Regions from separate parts of the Ovis aries genome. Here region 1 is linked to region 2. A link is a contact called in public Hi-C data. All regions are on one chromosome and are shown on one strand. Each heading gives the region's core, a stretch centred on a gene start, on an enhancer-like site or on the middle of the called end of the contact. The rest is flanking DNA. Distances are from core to core; before and after follow the strand shown. Region 1 holds the start of ATP13A3 (ATPase 13A3). Region 2 overlaps TMEM44 (transmembrane protein 44).

The links. A called contact is a pair of places that touch in the nucleus more often than the background predicts.
Region 1: a contact with region 2 is called in a Hi-C map of liver, with 2.2 times the contacts expected there. The contact joins the promoter of ATP13A3 here to the enhancer-like site in region 2. A contact is called at or near these places in 11 of 16 Hi-C or Micro-C datasets (blood, hypothalamus, liver and 6 more).

The regions. Positions count from the first base shown.
Region 1 is chr1:193,870,516-193,874,704 of ARS-UI_Ramb_v3.0, forward strand. ATP13A3 (ATPase 13A3) reads left to right here and starts at 2,622. Exons shown (of 31, transcript XM_060404475.1): 1 at 2,622-3,118. It overlaps LOC106990874 (a long non-coding RNA gene), which reads right to left and starts at 2,500. Exons shown (of 7, transcript XR_009597985.1): 1 at 2,430-2,500.
Region 2 is chr1:193,782,577-193,786,852 of ARS-UI_Ramb_v3.0, forward strand. It overlaps TMEM44 (transmembrane protein 44), which reads left to right. Exons shown (of 11, transcript XR_009597977.1): 10 at 2,083-2,262; 11 at 2,410-4,276. Among named protein-coding and RNA genes, the nearest start is that of TMEM44, 47 kb to the left of the region's middle. Within about 2 kb of position 1,300, at least 7 of the 54 cell types and tissues checked have an H3K27ac peak or open chromatin away from gene starts, as enhancers often do. A contact at or near this core is called in liver, where this site is marked.

The DNA.
Region 1 (4,189 bases), core at 1,372-3,871, 89 kb after region 2:
AGAAAACTGTTTGAAATATTCAATTGCCCTTTTCCTTCCTATAGCTTTTTCTTGTTTGGTTGTGTGTTGCCTTACTTTGGGGATGTTGGCTGTTTCTTGAAGTCTGGACCTCTCTGTGGTCTTTTAAAGGCATGAGTGCATCGACAAGCTCCTGTTGGGTTCCTTGGAGATACATGTAACAGCAAGACACCAGGGGAAACTCCTGCAGGATTTTAGATACGTTTGTGTTTTAGATAGTTCACTCTGGAGGCTGAGTGGAGGATGAATTTGTCAGAAGAGATTGTTAGGAGGCTACTGTAATAGTTCAGGTTGGAAAGGATGACTGGAATGTTTGCCAGGGGAAATGGAGGTAGAGATTTGAGGCTTATTAAGGAGGTGAAATAGAAATGACTAGATGATTGGATAAGACAAGGAGCTGAATCAATAATGACTCACACTTGGACTTTTCTAATGGTTCAGTGGGTAAGACTTTGCTTTCCACTGCAGGGGGAAGAAGCGGGATGGGTGGGCAGGTTCCATCCCTGGTCAGGGAACTAAGATCCCACATGCCCTGCTGCAAGGCCAAAATAAAATAAAAACACTCACATTCATTCTCAACTTTCCAGTTCTGATGGCTGTGGATGCTGGTGCCAACAGCTGAGGGAAGGGCTGCTTTGAAGGCAGAGGACAAGTATAGTTTTGGACAAGCTGAGTTTGAGGTGCCCCTATGATATCTAGATAGAGCTTCCTGGCAGGCAGTTGGATATTTGGGTCTAACTCTTGTGGAAGAGGTCTGGGCTGCAATGGCTGATTGGGTAATTGCAACCTTGAGGTTAGAGGTGATCTCCTAAGAGTGGAATGAGAAGAACTGTGGGTTCGGAGTCTTGCATATAAGGTGGAGACTCAGAATTAGTGGCACTTAAGTATGCCACCCAAGGAGGCAGAGGCCTTATTTACTGAGATGTTAGAACTGGAAGAATATACTCTTCTGCAAACCAAGAGAATGTTGAGATTCCAGAAGGTGGGAGTCATCTGAATTGTCAAATGTAGCAGAGAGACCCAGAAAGAGAATGCCTGCAGAATGCCACTAAGATTTGGGAGAGTCAGGGGTTCTCTTACCCAAGGAGGGTGAGGAAGGGTGTGTGTTGGGGAGAAGAGGGGAAGCTGGAATGCCCAGTGTCAAGAAATAAGGAAGTGGAGACAGCAGAGAGACCACTGTTTTAAGAGGTCATGAGAGGGAGAGGAGCCCTTGGAAGCTAACTGGAGAGGGCACTTGGAGTGAAGGTTGGGCACCATAGTTTTGTTTTTAGGAGCTAAGTTTGTTTAAAGACCAAGAGAAAACAGCAAGGATCCAAGAAGCAATGAGAGGTGAGGAAGGAAGCTTTATGGGCTCAACCCCACCAAGACAGCTTCTTATACTTTGCCCAACAAATACCACACTCCTTCTCTCATTTACTCATTTGAGGGAGGAAACAGACGGTGAGACTGACCCCATGGGCTGGAGACAGGGCTATAGATCCATCTGGGTACAATGTCCGCCCACACCACGCGGTACGAGAAAGTACGCGTAAACTGTCCCGCTCCATGTGACGTAGGTGCCCAGGAGCAGTGTGTTCTTGGCTCCCGGTTAGGCGACATCGATGCTACGGGTATGTGCTGTGTCAGATGAGGTGTCACCGCGTGTTGTGGATCAAGGGTAGCAACCTCTGACTTGTAGTATCATGTGCCAGGAACCAGAGCCTGAAAGCTCCCAAGGCCGGTACACCAGAGGTCGGGAGTCTCTTCCTTACTCCCGCCCCTTCAGATGGGAGTTCTGTTGGCCGCGAGGTGAATGACACTAACAGTGATGGCGGGGCCTAAAGGGCGCGGGCGGGAGTCTCAGGGCGAAAAGATGGCCGGAGCCCGAGGCAGCAGGTGGCTGAGTGCGCTCCTTGTGCGAGTCGCCCAAGGGACACCGCGAAAACCGAACTCGCTATTTGTTCACCCGGCCGGAAGATTTGTTCATCTCTGTGCCCCGAGATAAATCTTTTGCTAGGGGAAGTATTTAACTTGCATCCAGCGCTGTCGGAAGAAAATCCCTACCGCTGGAGATGTAGTGGGAGCGTGGGAGCTTTCTCTTGGGAACGCCTTCCAATCCTCCTCCCAAGGCTGGGCACCGCTGAGTCGGTTGTTAAATGCGATCTATAGTTTTTGGTTTCTGCAAGGGGGAGTGTAATGTTAAGGAACTGCGAGCCGAGCCAGGATCTGACCTTCTCTCCATCATTCTTGTACAAGCTACCTCTGTGACCTTGACTCTGGGCAAGTCAGGCTAGGCCCCTCAATACAACTCGGTTTCCCTGTTCATAAAATGAGGATTTGGACTGTAATCTGGTGTTTGCACGGCGGCCAAGATGGCAAATATCACCTCCTCCCGCCAAAAAAAAATGCTGTCCTGCGTTAGAAACACCTACCCAACAGACAGCTCCTCTGCAGCGCTCTTCCTCCCTCTTTCTTTTCTGCTCCAGCCTCGGGAAGGGGGGCTAAAGGGGAAGATGTGGGCGGGGCCTGGTCATCGCCCCCGCCCACTCCGGGCCCGCCCCTCCCGGCGTACCCTCTGCGCCCCTCCGCCCTCCGCGCTGGATGAGGCAAGCACGTGACCTCACATCCGGCGCGGGAGTCCCGAGCTAGCAGCGCGCGCGCTCTCCTGTCCGCCCGCTGGCTCTCCCCGCAGCGTGATCCAGGCGCCACCGCTGAGGGGAGGGGGGTTCGCTTCGTCGCTGGCGGCGAGAGGCAGTTTCGGAGTGCAGAACGCCCCCCTCCCCTGCCTACCTCCCTCTGTCGCCCGCCCTTGTTCTCGCCCTGCTCCGGCTGCACGCAGCCGCCGCGGGCGCAGAGGAGGAGAGCGCGGACGCCCCAGCGCCCGGCTCGGCCCGGGCCCCGCCGCGGCGCCTCACTCCCCTCACCCGGAGCCGCAGCGCGCGGCGGCGGCGGCTCCTCGAGCTCGAGCGACCCGCGGCCGCCGGCGCCGGCTGAGGGCGATGGGGCTGGGCTGAGGTGAAGCGGCGGCGGCGGCTACAGCGGCGAGCCCGGCCCCGGCCCCACACGGCCCTTTGGCAGCTCCGGACGGGAGGCCGCCCGGGAGACGGCGCGGGGGCGCCAGGTGAGTGGCTCCAGCTTCCCCGTGACGGCGGAGGGCAGGGTGAACGGAGCGTGGAGCGGGTGGTGGTGGTGATGTGGGAGGTTGGAAGAGGTGAGTGGTATTGTTGGGGGTGGCGGGCACCAGGTGAGCTCGGGGTCGGCCTCCTCGGGCCGAAATTGGGCATCATTTTTCGGGGAAGGTGTGTGTGGGGTGAGGAGGGGAGCGCTAAGACTGCTGATTGTCTGGGACAGGTGCGGCGAGAAGAAGGGCTCCACGTTGTGGGTGTGAAGGCCTGGATGGACACGCCGCTAGTTGGGGAGGCAAGTGCGTTGGGGTTTGGGAGTGAGATGGTGAGGTGGTCCAGCGTTTTTAGAAAGTCCTGGAGATGGTGAGATCGAAGGTAGCGGTATTGGCAGGGAGCTTGATGGGTTTGCTTGGGTGCTTACTGAGGAATCACGGAGTAGTAGCTTTGCCAGTCACCGCATTAAGCCGAGTGAGGCCCAGAGAGGAAAAGTGACTTAACAACTTGCCAAAGGCCTCTCACTTCGGCTCTGGAAACACCTAGGGCCCTTTCCTCCAGTACTTCCGTGACCGCTCTCTCTATAGCTTCTCCTTCTCCCCACGTCTTCGGAAAAGTTAGGTTTTGGTGGATGTGTGACCTGGGTTTTTTCTTTTTCTTTTGCGGCCGTGGGGAGCCGAGGGAATCTGATTTTGTTGTTTAGTCACCTAGTCGTGTCCGACTCTTTGCGACCCCCTGGACTGCGGCACTCCAGGCCTGCGTGTCCCTCACTATCTCGGAGTTTGCCCAAATTCATGTCCATTGAATGGGTGATGCCTTCCAACCATCTCATCCTCTGTCGCCCTCTTCTTCTGCCTTCTATCCCAGCGTCAGGATCTTTCCCAGTGAGTCGGCTCTTCGCGTCAGGTGATCAAACTATTGGAGCTTTTTCGGCATCGGCCCTTGCCAATGAGTATTCAGGGTTGATTTCTTTTATGATTGACTGGTTTGATCTCCTTGTTGTCCAAGGGATTTTCAAGAGTCTTCTCCAGCACCACCAGTGATTGGGGACTGACAAAAATTCGGAGCTTCCG
Region 2 (4,276 bases), core at 50-2,549:
TGCTGCCTATTATCTGCATGGCTTGGAGCCTGTTACTTAAACTTGGTGAACTCTTGGGGTAGACTGAGAATAACAGCTATCTAGAAAGCATGTTGTGAAGAGTAAGTAATATATATGGAATGCATAACACTACTAACACTAGGTGACTCAAAGTAGACATTGAAGAAGGATTAGTTTCCTTCCTCCCTATAATTCCTGGCCACATATGTCCGGAAAGCCAGCTGGTAACCAAAGAATCACACCGTCAGATGGAAGAAACTTCAGAGGCGTGAAGAGCCTGACAACAACTCCAATAAGTGATTAAGTGGTGGTTATCCGACCCCTGCTTAAGCTACTAAAAAAAAAAAAAAAAAAAAAAATTCACCCATTTTAACCTCCCAAGAAAGAAATCTGTGATTTAGGGAGAACTGTATCAGTAAAATTTTCTTAAAATCTGTCTAGACCCTGAAGAACCAATCCCCTTATCTCCCCCAGTACTTCAGTATGATGAAGAGATGTATCACATGTTATTGTTACAATGGGGTATGAGCTCCCCCAGAGCCAGGAGAGGCAAGAAGCATGGCTGGGCTCCAGTTCTTAGGTCTGCTTCAGTGAGATCCTTGTCAAGTCATTTCCCTTTCTGGTTACAGTCTCCTCGTCTGTAAAATGAAAGGGCGAATCTCTGTGCCTTTTTCCCTTTTATGAACATGCCAGTGATTCTTTCCTACAGAAGACTAACATGCTCGTAAACTCTCAAGAAAGAGGCACTATCAAGAGAAATTTTAGATGCACTTTAAGAATAGGTTTCATTATATAATGTGCACTTCTCTCTGTTTGGATTTTACTATCCGTTTACGATAAAATCCCCCTTATGAGGAGTCCCAAGTTTTGCTGTAATAAGAGATCACAGCATATGACATTAAAAATGTCTGCAGTTTCCTTCCAATACTGAAAAGTCTTAAGTATGAGATATGAATAATATTTTCCACAGTGACAGAAAAACAACTCTGTATCAATCATTAAGAAAAAGAAAAGCTTTTCTTATGTGATTGCAGCAGGGCTAAGTCCCTATCCTGGGTCAGGGGCGCTCGCCCCATTCTCACCCTCCACACTGCCTTAGTGGGGCAGCAAGTGGCCTCTACAAGTTGTGACGGAGAGGGAGGCCCCTAGGGGCACCATGAGAAGAGAATCCCAGCTGCTACTTGCCACCTTTCCCTCTGGGATTCTGCCAAACGGCGGCAGCCTGCGATCCATTCAAACCACCGCCCGCCGACTTCCGGGAAGAGAGGGGCCTGTGCGGTTCGGCGCGTGCGCACTGTGCAGCCACCGCCTCACGCGAGTCGCGAATCCTGCACGTGCCGGCCCCTCAGTCCCCGCTGCGTGCGCTTCCCTACCTCACCGCCCCCGCGCCCGGGCCTCGGGGGAACTGCAGAGGACGGCTCCTGGGATGCATTTCACACTGCTTGTTTTGTAACGGGGTAATCACTAGATCACCCTTCTCAAAGTATTTGAGATCGTTCAGCATCCTTTAGGGTGTACTGCAGAGCAGACTCTGTTTTTAAATATATTTAAAATACGTTTTAGGTTTTTTTTTTTTTAATAGAGCAGGTACACGGTTTTAAAAAAGAGAATCAGATTGTAACAAAAAGCTTGTAAAGGAAAACATCAGTGCCCTCCTCCTCCCCTCTGCCCGCAGTGGTCCGCCGACCCACTCTTTTTTTTTTTTTTTTTTAAGACTGCTTTGTTTGTTCTAGCAGTTTTCTCCTTTAGGTTTGATTTCAAACGTGCTTTCCAGCCGTAAGTTTCCAAGATTATACTGTTTTTGTTTTGTTTTTCTTGGCTAGATTCTCTCCAACTTCCAGTAAGTACAAGCTAATGAGACACCACGGTGTGTTGAGAACTGTTTGTCAAAACTGTCTTTACATCCTGCATGTTGCTGTGGAATCCTTCGTGCCAGGGCCCTTTCCTCTTGCTGTTTTTCCTGATCTAGCTTCCAGCTTCTAAGTCCTGCCCACAACAGGTCGCATCTGCTCTCAGAGCAGCCTAGCTAGGCCTGTCTCTGCTCTGGACTTGACCTTGACCATCCTTTTATCTCTGCTGCAGGTGTCCTAGTACTTGGAGCATCACCAGTGCAAGTCTCAGAGATTTTCTAAACCCACAACCGGAAAAAGGGCTCTCCTACACTGCAGCTGCCACTGTCTTACCCAAGGACAGCCTGACCATGTGTGAGAAGAGCTGTACCATAGGCCTTTCCTTCTGACCAGCAAGTGCACTATGGAATATGTATGTCCTAAAGCTCTGGTGTGTGTGGTATCTGTTCAAATAATAGGCTCTTAGGCTCCACCCTACTGATGTCCTAGGTCTGGACAGGGCCTGGGAATCTTTGGGGGCTTGTTTTTTGTTCATTTGTTTTTGTTTGCTTGTTTGCAGCACTGAGGTATGCAGGATCTTAGTTCTACCAGACATGGAGCCCCTGCATGGAGGTACAGAGTCTTAACCACTGGACCACCAGGGAAGTCCCAGGGTCTGGGAATCTTTAACAAGCTCCTCAAGTGATCCTTTGAGAACGTTGCCCTAAGGAAATTACTTTTAAAGCCTTTCTATTTGTGTGAGATGTTTTCATAAATGTATTTAGAACAGGTGCAAAAGTGATAAAGCCTCAAAACCCCACTTGTTTGGAAAGATTAAACATTATACTTTCATGAACAAATGCTATTTGGGTATTAGACCTAGAAGACCACAGAGGAACAGATCTGAATTACTGAAGAAAGTTATGAATACCTATATGCTCCCCCAAATAACATTCATGTAAACATTAGAAGAGGGGAAGCTTATAAGTAACCATGTATTGTGCATGTATTTTCATTTTGCTCTCTGTGTGGATGTAGAAATTATATTTTCATTATACTTTTCAGTATTTTATACCTTTTTCATAATGAGCATTTTTGGGGGGTTAAAACAAAGTGATCCATCATAATAATATTTGACAGGTAAGGACCTCAATAATTGCTAAGAATTCATGAGAAGATATTCACAGGGTCACAAAGTACCTCTTGTGTATGAAAATTTAGTTAACTATCAACCTAAGAAGAAAAAAAGGGAATTTTATTTGAACCAAACTGAAGATTATAACCCAGGAAACATTCTCAGAAAGCTCTGAGAGCTATTCTGTTAGAAGTCATTCTTTTTTTTTTATTTTTATTTGTTTTATTTTCAAGAAGTTTAATCCCAAACTTGAACCCCCCTCCCACCTCCCTCCCCATAACATCTCCCTGGGTCATCACCGTGCACCAGCCCCAAGCATGCTGTATCCTGCGTCGGACGTAGACTGGCGATTCGATTCTTACATGATAGTATACCTGTTACAATGCCATTCTCCCAAATCATCCCACCCAGAAGTCATTCTTAAGACAAAGGACAGTAAATACATCAAAATGACATACTAATGTTTTACATAAAGTTCACCAAGGTTATGTAGTCCAGGTAAACGTGTGCAAAGTGGGCTTAAAGTCAGCACGACCCACTACAGAATTGGGAAAAAGTGCTAATCTTCAAGGAATTTACATGACTAGTGTTGGAAACAAGGGTAAAAGTGAACTTTACAGTTAAGAGGCACTCCTATCACTGAGAAGTTCTGGTGTATGTGTATTGCAGATACTCACTGCCCATTAAGGAGAGGGAGGAGTTGCAACTGGATGCAGAGAGAGGATTTTATGTTTAAGTTTTCTTGTCCTGTCTTAAAAGATAGATTTTATTTCATCACACCCTGCTAATTACTTTATTAATTACAAGTGGAAATAGATTCCTGTACAATGATGAAATCTGCATATTACTGTGGGGGTGATGTGAGGATATCACCTTAACCAAGATATGAAGTTCACATTACCAAGATCGAGGACATTGGAGTGTGTGCTGCATATTAGCTAACATTATTATTTCATTTGCTTGGGAGTGATAATAGTATTATGGTTGTGTAGGAGAACCCCCTATTCTTCAGATAGACATGCCAGCTATTTAGGAGAGAAGCATCATAATTTGGCCACTTTGAAATGGTCAGACAAAAAGAAGTATGTATTGTTCAGCTATATATGAAAGCTAAAACAAACGTGATGGAATGGGGTCAACTGATGAATCCAGGTGAATAGTATAAGCATGTGCATCATATCATTCTTGCAACTTTTCTGTAGGTTGGAAGTTTTTCAGAGTAAAATTTGAGGGTGGAAGTGCAGGAGTGAAGACTCTCACAGTCAGCTTCACCAAGAGGTGGCTCTCCATCACCCTTGCCTGTAGAGGACCC